Linked DNA regions of Mus musculus: region 2 is linked to region 1. The links are chromatin contacts, called in public Hi-C maps. All regions are on one chromosome and are shown on one strand. Each heading gives the region's core, a stretch centred on a gene start, on an enhancer-like site or on the middle of the called end of the contact. The rest is flanking DNA. Distances are from core to core; before and after follow the strand shown.

Region 1 (3,718 bases), core at 751-3,250:
ATGACCTTCCAACGAGTGATAGACTGAAGTCTCAAACTGTCAGCTGAAAGAAACGCTTCTTTCCTCAGGCTGCTTGGGTCAGTGTTTTAGCACAGCAACAGAATAAAAGCAACTAACACAGCATAAAAAGGAAATTCAGTGTGCCTGTCTGAAGCAGTCTTGAGGAGTGTCCCTCATGGCTGTAGAAGTCAGAGAGTAAATGTGGTGGCCGATCACCTGATTGCCACCTCTTGAGGATCCATACAACCACTTTACTAAAGCTTCATAAAATTTGATAGCCAGTACTTCATTCAAAAATAGATTAGTGTTAGACATGGAATAGGATTTAACATTTTCTCTGCTGGGTTTTGGTCCTGCTTTCTACACCTCTGTTCCTCCCTTTATAATGTGCACATTTATTGTGTAGCACTGAATGTTGTGAGTGTGTAATTCAGGGTTTGCTTTTGTTGCTGTCATCATAAGGGCTTACAGATAATAGTCAGCCTTTGACTTCTGTGGTGGTTTGAATACGCTTGGCCCAGGAGAAGTGGCACTATTACGAGGTGTGGCCTTGGAATTGATGTGGCAGTTGGAGAAAATACATCACTGTGGGGTTGGGGGAGGTCCTATTGTCAAATATATCCAAATGCAGAAGATCCTTGCTGCCTTTGGATCAAGGTGTAGAACTGTGGGCTCCTCCAGCACCATGTCTTCCCACCATGATGATAATGGACTGAACCTCTGAAACTGTAACTTAGCACCAAGTAAATGTTTACCTTCATAAGAAAAAAAATAGATTAGCCTCAACTCATGGTAACTTCTTAATTTATAAACTTTAAAGCTTTGTAACTAATATCTTTTCTCTTATAATAGAACTTATAGAACTTGGCTTAAATCGCAAACACGTTGTACAGCTGCCGAACATATTTTCTCCATATTCATTTGCTCTGCAAGTATTTTTGTATTTGGAAAATGTTTTGCTTGGACTTTCCAAACTCGTTAGTTAAAAAACAAAAGATGCAAATACAACACAGTCCAGGCTTTTCCCAGTCAGGACCACGGAAGCCACTATTGACCACTCTTGTGTCTTGCTACACGGAACAGGATAGGGTAGTAATTTGGATGGGATGTGGCCCATGACTTGGAGGTTTCTGGAATGCTTCATGAGGGACTGTCTATCAGAACGCTGTTTTTCTTAATAACTAGAAAGAGTGCATTATTGAAAATACAGTACATAAAGTAAATAAATCAGTACCAAAGTTGTTTATTATTATTACCAATAACCCACTTCAAGCAAAGATCCTCCTGCTCTTTTTCCATGTATGTGTAAAATTTTCACTCTTCTTTCAGCTGGTCAAGTGTAGCTTCCTTCCAGTGATTTTGTGGGGACAGGGCTGGGAAGATACTTAAAATGATTTCACTTGTTTGAAAGTCACTAAGACCTGCTTTGTAAACCAGTGAGAGATTTCCTGGAGAATGTTCCAACTGTGCTTGGAAAGAACATATGGTGTTTCTCTCTTGAATACAATGTACTGTAGGTATCTGGTGGGACAGGTTCATCTCTTTTGCTGTCAAATATGTTCTTTTCTTTCTTTTCTATCTGGGTGATCTATCCATTATCAGAAGTAAAGAACTGAAGTTCTCTGTTATCACTGCATTCCTGTCTGGCTCTCCCCGACTAGCAGCTATCTCTGCTACTGTTTGCTTTAGTTATTTTTGGTGGCTTGGTGCTAGGTGTGTGTCTGTTTGAGATTATTACGTCCCTTATTAATTATTTCATCCCTTTAATCTTTCTTTTATTTTTTTTTTACTTTCTTGTAGACAGCCGATAGTCAGAATTGGAAGCTAATGACATATATATTCAGCTACTTTATGGCTTTAGATATAAGTGTTAATCCATTCTTTCATATCTCCCTCTCCCTCCCTGTCCTGTGGCTCTCGGCACTCCCTCTCTCCCTTTCTCTCTCTGGTCTTCTGTTGCTGCAATCATAGAGAAGCTCTCTATGACCCTCTGTTGCACCATCCCGGATCACAAGGTCATGCCAGCTGCTGTTCTGCTTTCCATTGTTCTCCACTGCCCCCAGGCCTCCACACTGTCGGTTCGCAGCAGTACTCCAGTTGAGTGGTAAAGTGAGACAGAAACTGTCTATTAGTGAATTCTCAGAAAAGCTGGAACATTGGAGACACACTCACTTCCTCCCCCACCCCCTCTCCTCAGAGAAAAGTCAGGGACTGGGTGCCTTCCCCTAATCTTGCCAAACTTGTGGTCACATGAGGCTGCCAGCTACATTATGCAACTCTCTGTTATCCTCCAACTATGTTGATCCATGGATGTCGGCTGCGAAGTTAGGTGACAGAAATTACTCCTCATATAGTACATCATAAAGTTGAAAATCTGCGTGCATGGCTGCTCTCTGTCCGACAAGAGGGAAGTACTAAGATGAGTCATGAGCTGCAATACATATTAGAGGTAGGGTTGCCATGAGTAAACTGAATTGCTCCCCTTGCTGATTTCAATGCCTGCTTCTCAGCCGAGTGATCTCCTAAGGTATTGCAATTTCTTATTTGATTTCTGGTAACCTTATAAAGATAAATTTGGGTCTTTACATGACTGTTAAATTGGGTGTCTCTGAATAAATTCAAGTGTGCTTTTCTACCTTGTTGATGTCACTCTTAATAGAAATTGTAAACAGCAATTACAACACACACATTAGCTTAAATATTCTCCCAATGTCATCATGTCAACACTCATACTTCAGCTAGAATGGGAGCTCTACAGTGCCGTTGGCACTGCCATGCGCTCCTTTGTTCTCAGCAAGACTTTAATGCTGTGCTGGGCATTCAGAAGTGTCCAACAACGTGGCATGTCACCGTCTCTAAGAGATGGCTAGAAAAACTAAAGTAATCCACAAAGACCACAAAAGGGCAAGCTTTGGGATCTGATCAACCAATATTTTAATTACTCTTCTTAGCTCCCAGGCGATAGGTGAAATGTGCCTTTTCCTTAACTGCACTTTCTCATTAAATAGGGGGAAGTATTATTACTTGATAGCTACTGTTAGCAAGAAAGAGTAAATAAAAGAACTAGGTAACTAAAATAGGTGATGTGTGCTACATTTGGGGTTCTGGATAATAATCAGTAAAATGAAAATAAAATGACAATTTCTTTAAACTGTTGAATATCTAGCAGTTTGTATCCTAAGAAAAATATCAGTGATATTTCTGACAAATAACTATGGTAAGAAATGATAAATTTATTGGGTATTTTATAGCTGAGAATCTATTTACCTTATACAACTTTCTAGTAAATTATTATATAGCTACACAATGAGTCATAATGTATGTAATTGTAGCATATAATCATATATTGTTGTAATTATGTTATTGTATAAAATGTCAGATATGCACTATTCACTCTTTTAAGTCATATTTCAAGAGTGTATTGATAGTACTCTATTATTCAAATATTCACAATAACATAAAACTAACTCCTTATACTTTTTTTTCAGTGTTCTCAAGAAGAACATAGTGTATAGAATAAATAAGTGTTAAACAATGGATTTATTGTCTTAAGGACACAGGCTGGGTAGTTCAGTCTGAGGACCCGGTAGCGGCTCAGTGTGCAAGACTGAGTGCCTGAGGAATTGTAGTCCATCAGTCAAGTTCTGAAGAGCCACGGGTCTTTAGTCTGTGTGTAAAGGATGAGAAAGCTGGCTTCAGAGATCACTGAAGGATGGCA
Region 2 (3,718 bases), core at 423-2,922, 290 kb before region 1:
GAGAAGAGAAGAGAAGAGAAGAGAAGAGAAGAGAAGAGAAGAAGAGAAGAGAGGGGGGAAAGCCTGCTGTGTTGTCTGCTCTTGTGACTCACGCTAACTAATCAGATGAAACTGCGCTCTGTGTGTTCATTTAACAAACTAAACACACCACATAGGAATCATCTCAGCATCTCCCCTGCAGCCGAGTTTATTTAAGGTCCTTTGGCAGGCACTGGTCCTGGAACAGGCAGCTACTTGGACGCTCTGTTCATGCAATTTGACACTTAATGGTTTTCCCTTGGCTGAGAAACTTAGCAAGCAGAAATCAGGGAGAAATCCAGAGACCTGAGCATTGGCCCTTGGGTCTATGGAAGGGAGTGGTGGGAAGTAGGGGGGTGGACAGGACTGCCGATGGCTGCCCTGTTGAAGAATCATCCTCTGCAGGAGGAGAAGGCCCTGCGCTTACAGTGCAGGCAGGCCCTTTGAAAGGTGGGTGGGCAGATGCCCCAGCTTGTCTGAAACTGCAGCTCCTAAAGAACTGGATGCCCTGACTTTGCAAGGCAGACTGTGGAGGGGGCGTGAATCAACCTTACAGAATTAACTTTTGAGACATGTCCTGTTGACACAGTTGCATGACTTGAGAACAATTCCTTAGTTGCTCAGAGCTTGGTTTTTCTGCAAAACATTTCTCTAAAATTGAGACGATGTTATTAATTACTTGCCAGTTCACACTTTCTAGTTTAATGATAAATACTGTGGTTGAATTTAAGGACCAATTTTCTAATGCCCGGCTAGTTCCAGTTTTCTTATGAAACTTAGAACTTATGAGAGTTATTTCCAAGGGCTGAAATAAAGCCTGTCTGAGATAATGTACAAAATCTATTACAAGATTAGGAGAAGCAATTGTCATCCAAGCATTAGGACCACTGCGTGGATCTTTGAGATCCCCATCACAAGGCAAGGATGGTAGACGTCCTTGCCATGGTGAGATGGGGGTGGGGGGCAGCAAATAGCAGATTCCTGTAGCTCCCTGTCTAGTTAACTAACCTGTTAGGTAAAGGTCTTGGGAATTGCAAGCTCTTACAAACCAAAGTTGGAAGATGCCTGAAAAATAATGCCTGAAGTGAGTGTTCTTCTCACCTCTACCAGCACGTGCACACATATACAAATGTGCTCACACAACATGTATGTACACACACACACACACACACACACACACACACACACAACTGTATTAACAATAAAAATAAAAAAGAATGATTTATCACAATAAAGTTCTTATAAGTGAGTCTTATGGTTCGTTATCTTTACAAAAAAATCTCCTCCCCTGGTCATAAGATTTAGACTTAGGTACCAATAAGAGCTGTGTAGAACTAGGCTACAGCTTCAGGCTTAGGTGCTTTACCTACTAACTCAGCTTAACCACAGTCTAGTAAGAATTCATGCTGTCAGAAGCCAGCCTACTTGCTCTCTTTGTCTCTTTTCCCATCCACCTGGCCTTGCCTGGGCCCTTTGATCTCGGTATAGGCAGAGGCTTAGTTCTCATTGTCTGGTTCCCAGACAAATCCCCACTTCAGAGAGGAAGTTTCAAAGCAGACTCAGCTTCTCCATCCTTCAAGGCAGGATACTGAGTCACTCTTCCTGTTACTGTTAAGTCCTAACAAAGAGCTCTAGCACTGACCACAGACTCCTGTCTCTACTCACAAGGAATCCCCCAAGGTGGCCTCATGAAGGAGATGAGCCTGCCAATACTGGCTCCCCTGTCTACTGGCCACTCCCTCAGCCATGTTTCTGCTTCTGTCTTCTGGTCTTTTGCATTCAGCAGTTTAAAAACACAGGCACTGCTTCCCTGTCTTATTTTATAGACAATCGCCACCCCCGATATTTATTATATTCCTTGTGGGATTTTGCCTTTAAAGCAGGGAAGGAAATTTGGAGAACTTACGTAATGTGCCTGGGACCACACAAACATTTACATTGATAATGACAGTCAGTGTGTTTTGCATTTATTACTCATTGATATGATTGAATCAGCCACAGACTTTCTTTACCTCAGCAATGTTTCAGCAAGTGAGAGAGAAGTGGAGAGAAGTAGTGCTCTCTCCTTTTTCTGTGGTATGATATAGACGATGCACACTTGAACACACCTGCTTCTTACCTCTGTTCTTATGCCGTTGGTCAGAACTTACAACACGGCCACATTTAGCTACAAGAAAGGCTGAGCCAGTGGTGTTCTTATACGTATCAAAATTTCCATTATTATAGAAGACAAATATAGAAATGAGGGCTAAGCACTTTTTAACCACAGTGCTTCAAGATGCTTTCATGAAGGTTAGCCACATTAAAAATGTGTGAGTTTGGGTCAGAAAGATGGTGCAATGGTTAAATGCAGTCCTGCTGCTGGGGTTATAAGTTCAGTATCCAGCACGCAATTCAGGCTTCTTACAACTAGCTATAATTCTGATGCCCTTTTCTGACTTCAGAGGGCAAGTGGACACATACCACAGATAGACATGTACATACACACACACACACACACACACACACAGTACATGTGTGTATAAATAAAAATAAATACTTTTTACAAGTAAGAGTCTTTGTGAATGTCATAAATAAGTTCTAAACTAACATTCCTGACATGTTTTAAGGAAACCCTTCTATTTCACAGGTCCGGGTGTTTTACCAGCACCTGGAAGGCGCTCTACATTACAACAAGCACAACAGACACAGAGTTTCCATGGGGGCAGGCCCTCGGGGCTTCTTGTAACTGAGGTTTGTGCTGCTGTGCAAATCACAAAGTGATCCAGAAATCATAAACTCTGCAGATTTGACCGTGAGCTGTCCTGCAATTTAATTTTATTTTCATGTTGTTTGCCTTTTTTAAAGATTGAAACTAAAGAACAACAACAGATCTTTCTCCTCTGCCGTGGGGCCTCCCCTTGAGTGTAGCCACCAAAGCAGGCTGCAGATTAGAACTCCTACCAAAGAGCCTTGCATTTGAGGGTTGTGCCTGTCAGGTATTACACTAATCTGCTTTGACAAAGCTAAAGTTTACATCTGGTCTTCACTTTTCACAGCTGCAGGACTAACAGGAAGGAGAGACAGTCTCCGAATCCCACAGATGCAGCAGCAGTAGCTCTCTCCATGTCCTGCTTCTCAGAGCCACTGGATACAAGTCAGGACGGGAAGCCGGGATCCTTTTCCCGCATCTGAATAATCTTCTGTGGGTTGCAGGGCAGCCAGCCCCAGCCTGGCACCCTTGGTTTAGCTGAGGTCCAGGCATAACAGGTCCACCCTGCTGTCTGAGACCAGGCACATTGAAGAGGACGTATGTGGGTGTTTACACAGGACCAGTGAGCTTGGGCCAGGCTCAAGCTGTGCTTGGGTTCTCACTTCTTTGAGCACTGGAATTCCCCAGAATTTCCCCCAAATTAAAAGAACCAACAAACTGTATTGCAAACACAAACAGAGTTTGTTTTTTCTTTTAACAAGTAAAAACTAATTTATGCTAAAGCTTTGTTGCCTTCAATCAAACCAACCTCATGATCTGCTGCCAGTACGGTCCTCTCTGAACATCTCAAGTTCGTCAGGATTAAATGCTGCTGGGAAAACCATATCATTTTCAAGCCACTAATTGGCCTAAATGCTCCTCTATTTTATATAAATACATGAGATAGTACCAAAAATAGAGTTGCATTCGCTAGCCTGAATAGTTAGCTTCCATGTGAGGTCATTTCTT

Evidence for each region. Hi-C and Micro-C count contacts between places; a contact is called where the count stands out from the background.
Region 2: a Hi-C map of bone marrow-derived macrophages shows a contact between it and region 1, with 26 read pairs. The contact joins two enhancer-like sites. A contact is called at or near these places in 2 of 15 datasets of contacts at CTCF or cohesin (the NIH/3T3 cell line and pro-B cells), 8 of 484 Hi-C or Micro-C datasets (bone marrow-derived macrophages, cerebral cortex, cortical neurons and 3 more) and 3 of 115 datasets of contacts at active chromatin or transcription factors (bone marrow-derived dendritic cells and bone marrow-derived macrophages).

Annotation. Positions count from the first base shown.
Region 1 is chr1:137,750,178-137,753,895 of GRCm38.p6, reverse strand. No RefSeq gene overlaps it. Among named protein-coding and RNA genes, the nearest start is that of Gm34306, 16 kb to the left of the region's middle. Within about 2 kb of position 2,000, at least 71 of the 459 cell types and tissues checked have an H3K27ac peak or open chromatin away from gene starts, as enhancers often do. A contact at or near this core is called in bone marrow-derived dendritic cells and bone marrow-derived macrophages, where this site is marked.
Region 2 is chr1:138,037,240-138,040,957 of GRCm38.p6, reverse strand. No RefSeq gene overlaps it. Among named protein-coding and RNA genes, the nearest start is that of Gm34353, 45 kb to the right of the region's middle. Within about 2 kb of position 1,672, at least 87 of the 459 cell types and tissues checked have an H3K27ac peak or open chromatin away from gene starts, as enhancers often do. A contact at or near this core is called in bone marrow-derived dendritic cells and bone marrow-derived macrophages, where this site is marked.